Regions from separate parts of the Sus scrofa genome. Here region 2 is linked to region 1. The links are chromatin contacts, called in public HiChIP or PLAC-seq maps. All regions are on one chromosome and are shown on one strand. Each heading gives the region's core, a stretch centred on a gene start, on an enhancer-like site or on the middle of the called end of the contact. The rest is flanking DNA. Distances are from core to core; before and after follow the strand shown. Region 1 overlaps ITPKB (inositol-trisphosphate 3-kinase B). Region 2 has its middle 32 kb from the start of PSEN2.

Region 1 (2,700 bases), core at 48-2,547:
CTCCACCACAGCCAGAGCCATGCCAGATCTGAGCCACATCTGCAACCTACACCCCAGCTCATGGCAATACTGGATCCTTAACCCACTGGGCGAGGCCAGGGATGGAACCTGCATCCTCATGGATGCTAGTCAGATTCGTTTCTGCTGAGCCATGACAGGAACTCTGAAAGATTCTGTTTAAGGCCAGCCCCCAGCAGTTCCAGGGGTCATTTCACCGCAAGGACTAGGCCTGTTGCTGAGGCCCCACTGCCTGCCAGCTGTGGCCCTTGCTCTCTGCACTTGCCTCTTGGAAAGGCCCAGGCTGCCTGGAAGAGGAGGCGATCAGACCTGCTGCTCATTCTACTGAGCAGTCCAGGGTCCCCTCTGTGTGTTTCATCGCACAGACAGGCTCCTGCCCTCAGGGGGCTTATAGCCCACACAACGGAGGTGGGCTGTGTCGTCCGGTGACCTCCGCCCCCCACCCTGCCAACTCAGTGCTTCTGTGTGCAGAGCAGGCGCTATTCAGAGAGAGTTTAATCCTGGAAACCACCCTGCAGGACTTGGGGAAGGGGTCCCATTTTACAGATGAGGAAGCTGAAGCTTGGCAACTTGCCAATACCATCAGCCAGGAATAACAGGATCTAAACCTGGGTTTATCTGGCAGAAAGGTTACATGTTACAAATAACTAATGAGGAGTTGCCTGTTGTGGCTCAGAGCAAAGGAACCCAACTAGTATCCATGAGGATGCGGGTTCCATCCCTGGCCTCGCTCAGTGGGTTAAGGATCCAGTGTTGCTGTGAGTTGTGGTGTAGGTTGCAGACACAGCTCAGATCTGGCATTGTTGTGGCTGTGGTGTAGGCCTGCAGCTGCAGCTCTGGTTTGACCCCTAGACCGGCAATCTCCATAAGCTGCAGGTGCGGCCCTAAAAACAAAACAAAACAGAAACAAATGACCACTGATGCAGCCTGGCAGAGTGATGACGAGCTTGGACCTTGGAGCCAGACTTCCTGGGTTCAAATCTCAACTGTCCATCTGCTGTTACCATTGTAGAGTACCTTGGGTAAGGTGTTCAATCTCTCTGCGTCCTCCTAATACCTCCTAATCAAGCACCTAGCCCTGTGTCTGGCTCCAGTACCTGTCAAGATGAATCACCTAGGTATTACCGTTGCCGGAAGCCCCCACATGCTGTTGGCGCCCACTCCACTGCCTGCCTGGTCCTCCTGGGAACTCAGAAGAAGGGACTTAGCTGGAGGAGTAGCAGTAGGGCTGGGGCGGGCAGGCCTGGGGCAGTCAGGACACTGGCCCCTGTGAGGAAGGGACCGCAAGGGGCCTTGGGGGTGCTGAGTGAGCAGTCCCAGGCCTTTAGTGCCAGTTGTTTGCTGACTAGTAAGGACCTTCAGTAAATTTCCACCCTCTGTAACTCAGCTTTGTTTTTTTGCATTTTGACCAAATTAAAAATAAAATCTCTGGGGAGGGGTGGACAAGGCAAAGGGAGGGAAGAGACCTGCTCGAGTAGTGCAGGGGCGGCCTTACCAGCTGGGCAGAACCCCGGACGCCCTTTCCCAGAGGAAAGGCTGAGCATTTCTGTCCTGTGAGCTTTGTCCCTGAGGAAGTCAGCTCCCAGAGGCCGCCAGCCCCCCCCCCCCGCTCCTCCCTCCCCCCCCCCCCCCCGCGCCGTTTCCTCCTATTGTTGCTCCCCCCTGGGCTGCAGCGGCCCAGCAGTGGGAGAGGTGTGCTGGGCCTCTGTGCGCCAAAGCACTTCCTATGCTTTCAGCGGCTTCTCCCTCTCCCCTCTTTCCTCTCGCCCCCATTATTTTTAGTTCTTAAGAGGATGGAGTCCAGCAGGGAGGAGGAAGGAGGAGCCAAGTCAGTGACCTTCTGGATCAGAGATGGAACATTGGCCGGGCCCTGCCTGGTTGGGAGTATGAGGAGCCATTCCATTTTGGGTGAAAGATACCTCCGTTCTTGGGTGAAAACCAAAAAAAAAAAAAAAAAAAAAAAAAAAAAAAGGGGGAGGTGGGCTGGTTTGGCAAGATTGCAAGCCTCTCTGTTGCCAGCTCCTGTAAAGTTAGGGAGAGGGACGCGGGTGGGTCTGGAGCCGCGCTGAGTGGAAGGGATTACACCAGACTGCAAGCAGCCCCAGGGCCTTGTGCGGGCATGTGAAAAGACTCCTGGAGTGGACCCAGCTCTCCTGGAGCCTGGTGGTATGGCATGAACCCCAGGCAGAGGGAACAGCAAATCCACACAAGGATGCTCCCTGGAGATGTTTCTGGAACAATCCAGGCTTCAGCAGGTGAGCATAAAGAGTTTTGAGGAGTTCCCGTCGTGGCGCAGTGGTTAACGAATCCGACTAGGAACCATGAGGTTGCGGGTTCGGTCCCTGCCCTTGCTCAGTGGGTTAATGATCCGGCGTTGCCGTGAGCTGTGGTGTAGGTTGCAGACGTGGCTCGGATCCTGCGTTGCTGTGGCTGTGGTGTAGGCCAGTGGCTACAGCTCCGATTCGACCCCTACCCTGGGAACCTCCACATGCCGTGGAGTCCCGGCTCTGCGCTGGGCCTGTACAATTTTCTGATGAGTGCCACGGCTGGTGGTATTGTGCTCCCACTGTGTGTCCAGCCTAGAGGGCGTACAGCAGTGTCAGGATAAATGCCCAGTTCTCTAGAAGCTTACCCACTGATGGGGGACACAACATGGGACCGAGGATCACAAAGCTGTCAAAG
Region 2 (2,700 bases), core at 142-2,641, 120 kb before region 1:
TTACCTTTTCAAGAGACAGCAAATAACAGATTTGGAGTTCCTGCTGTGGTGCAGCGGCTTAAAGATCCGGAGTTTCCACAGCCATGGTGTAGGTTGAAGCTTCAGCTGGGATTCAGTCCCTGGTCCAGGAACTTCCCTATGCCATGGGTGTAGCCAAAAAAGGATTAAAAAAAAAAAAAAGAAACAGGTTTATATGTGGTATATACTTGAGACGAATGTAATATTGTAAATCAACTGCATCTCAATTTTTTTAAATAGCAGATTTAAAATAAGTGAATGATATATATTAATAATATATATATAATGCCTATTTTCAGACAATTGTGACTAAAATAAAGGGCCATGTAAAGTGCATATGGGTCATATTGGTGACTCTTTAACATCTTTTGGATAAATACCTTTCTTATTATTAGTCTTTTAGGCCAGAACTACATTTCCCAGGACCCCTTGCAGCTAGGTCACAGGCAAGTGACCCAGGCATCGCCAATCAGATGTACCTTTGTGAGAAGCACCTGGAGGAATTCTTTCCTGGGGGCTCAGTGGAGCAATCATTGAGATCTCAGAGCCACAGGGGTGACAGGGGCAGAGGTCCTGGTGATGGTGTCCTATCTCGGTATCTAATATGCCAACGGCACCTGCACGCCAGCAGTGGTGGGAAGATGATCTGGGTTGCTCCAGGCTGTAGAGCCTCCAGACATGATTTTCTGGACTTCCTGGAAATTCTGTAAGCCACACGATATCCTTCAATAAATCAGCTCACTACTTAGACTGTGGATTTTTTTGTTTGTTTGTTGGCAAGAAGAGGTTGGAGTGATGGAAGGAAGGGTGGCTGACACATCACCTCATGCTATGGTGGTAAGTGGCCGGGCAGTTTTAGCAGCTGGAAGGTGTCAAGTAGCTGGGCAATTTTAGCAGCTGGAAGGCGAAGCATTTTGCTTTTCCAGCCAGGCAGAATTATTCAGTAGGATTAAGCGATGGAGGCCCAAGTGCACATTGGTTCCCAATTACAGCTGTAGAGCATCAGGGCAGCCGCAGAACAGCTGGTCCTCTTTAAGCCTTGAGCAGCCGTGGAGAGACACCAGGGTCCAGATAATGAGCAAGGAGAGCTTCAGATGGGTTTTTTCAGGCTGCCAAAGGGCCCACCTGGGGGAGGTGAGGAATGACTAACCTAGGTTCCTCAGATGCAGGTGGGAGCTGCTAGCAGCAGCAGAGTCAGGTCTCCCCCAGGGGCTAGCCAGGCCTCATTTCCGGTTTGGGGAGCAGTGCCTGAAGCATTCCTGACTTTTCTGGGGCTGAGAGCTCCCCTGGATGAGGCAGCCAGATGTGAGCTGAGCCTTGACACACATCCCGCTTCCAGGAGCTCAGGCTCCGCCTGGAACACTGTCCGGGAGATGACAGATGTGCCTTCTTCTTTGGGTCGGCTTCAGATGAAGTCATCCTTTCCTTCTGGACTCTGTCAGGATGAGTCCCTGGTATTTCTGAGTCACTTGACAGTTTACAAGCACTTGGGAAACCAGAGGTGCTGTGCGAGTGCCTCTGTGCATGAGATTTTATATCGCGCCTTTGCTCCTAAGGATGTGCTGGAAACCCTGAATCGAGATGGTTGAACCCCCCGCCCCATGCATAACTAAATAAATAGTGCTTAAAAAAGGGTCTTGACCCCCAAATTAAATCTCATGTAAGACTTTTGAGAATTTAAGGAGCCTAAAATAAGTGGAAACTGTGAATGGATGTTCAGGAAGGCAAAGGAATTTTAGCTGCTGTGACATCAAATCCGCATCACTGGATGATCCCACCACCTCCAGGGGATGCTGACGGTATTTGCTTGGATCTTCTAAGGGACAAACAAGTAAGGCAGAGTAGTTTTTATATGGTTTCATTTGAAGAACGCTAGTGCCGGGAAGATTTTTTTTTCCTTACAAAATATTGTCAAGGAAAGGTTTTCTGATGACCGATGCCTAAGATCTACCCTTATCCATTTTTATTCCTTTAAGACTAAAATATGCTCACCCGAAGTCTCTAGAAGGGAAACCTTAAGACTGGGTCCTTAATTTGTAGTTTAATAGTAATCAATGTAAGTATTTGATCAGATCCTTTCCAACATCCCTTTAGTAGAGCAGTTTCCCATGAAATTAGTTTCAAGTTTTGATTCGGGGGTGGGGCGAAGGTAAAGAGAACATGAACTGATGAGCTAATTCCATTGAGGAAAAAAAACGTACATTCCCAAGGAACCCTTTCTAGAAGGAAGCTGGAAAGATGTCGTGGACACATCTGCCCTTCCTTAATGCTGTGTGTGCTTTATTCATTACCCTGGGAAGTTTAGCTCCAGAGAGACCTTGCTCTGGGCCTGACCCTACCAGTTAAAAGTTCAAGTAGAATGCTTATAGTAACTAAAATTACTGCCCAGTGCAATACAGAAATCAGTGGTCCATGTTAATGGTGCTTTGTTGATATGGCTGCAGTTGACTGAAATCATTGCAGGTGTGGACACAGTGAGTTCTATGTGAACGATAAAGTCTAGTTAATGCTTCTCTTCCCCAAGTGCATGTTCACGTAAAGCAGAGGCTGTAAGGAAAGGTCTCTATCTCAGGGTCCAACCAACCACTTGGTAGATGTGATGAACACAGGAGAGCAAGGGCCAACCTTCCAATCGAGGGCTCCTTGAGTGACGATCCCCTGTCCCCACAGCCACCCAATTCA

What was found. HiChIP or PLAC-seq counts read pairs in DNA pulled down with a chosen protein or histone mark.
Region 2: an H3K27ac HiChIP or PLAC-seq map of skeletal muscle shows a contact between it and region 1. The contact joins two enhancer-like sites. A contact is called at or near these places in 6 of 47 Hi-C or Micro-C datasets (embryonic fibroblasts, heart right ventricle, mesenteric adipose tissue and 3 more) and 2 of 2 datasets of contacts at active chromatin or transcription factors (alveolar macrophages and skeletal muscle).

What each region holds. Positions count from the first base shown.
Region 1 is chr10:14,387,423-14,390,122 of Sscrofa11.1, reverse strand. The region is part of intron 3 of ITPKB (inositol-trisphosphate 3-kinase B); the gene reads left to right. Among named protein-coding and RNA genes, the nearest start is that of ITPKB, 81 kb to the left of the region's middle. Within about 2 kb of position 1,297, at least 18 of the 83 cell types and tissues checked have an H3K27ac peak or open chromatin away from gene starts, as enhancers often do. A contact at or near this core is called in skeletal muscle, where this site is marked.
Region 2 is chr10:14,511,287-14,513,986 of Sscrofa11.1, reverse strand. No RefSeq gene overlaps it. Among named protein-coding and RNA genes, the nearest start is that of PSEN2, 32 kb to the left of the region's middle. Within about 2 kb of position 1,391, at least 14 of the 83 cell types and tissues checked have an H3K27ac peak or open chromatin away from gene starts, as enhancers often do. A contact at or near this core is called in skeletal muscle, where this site is marked.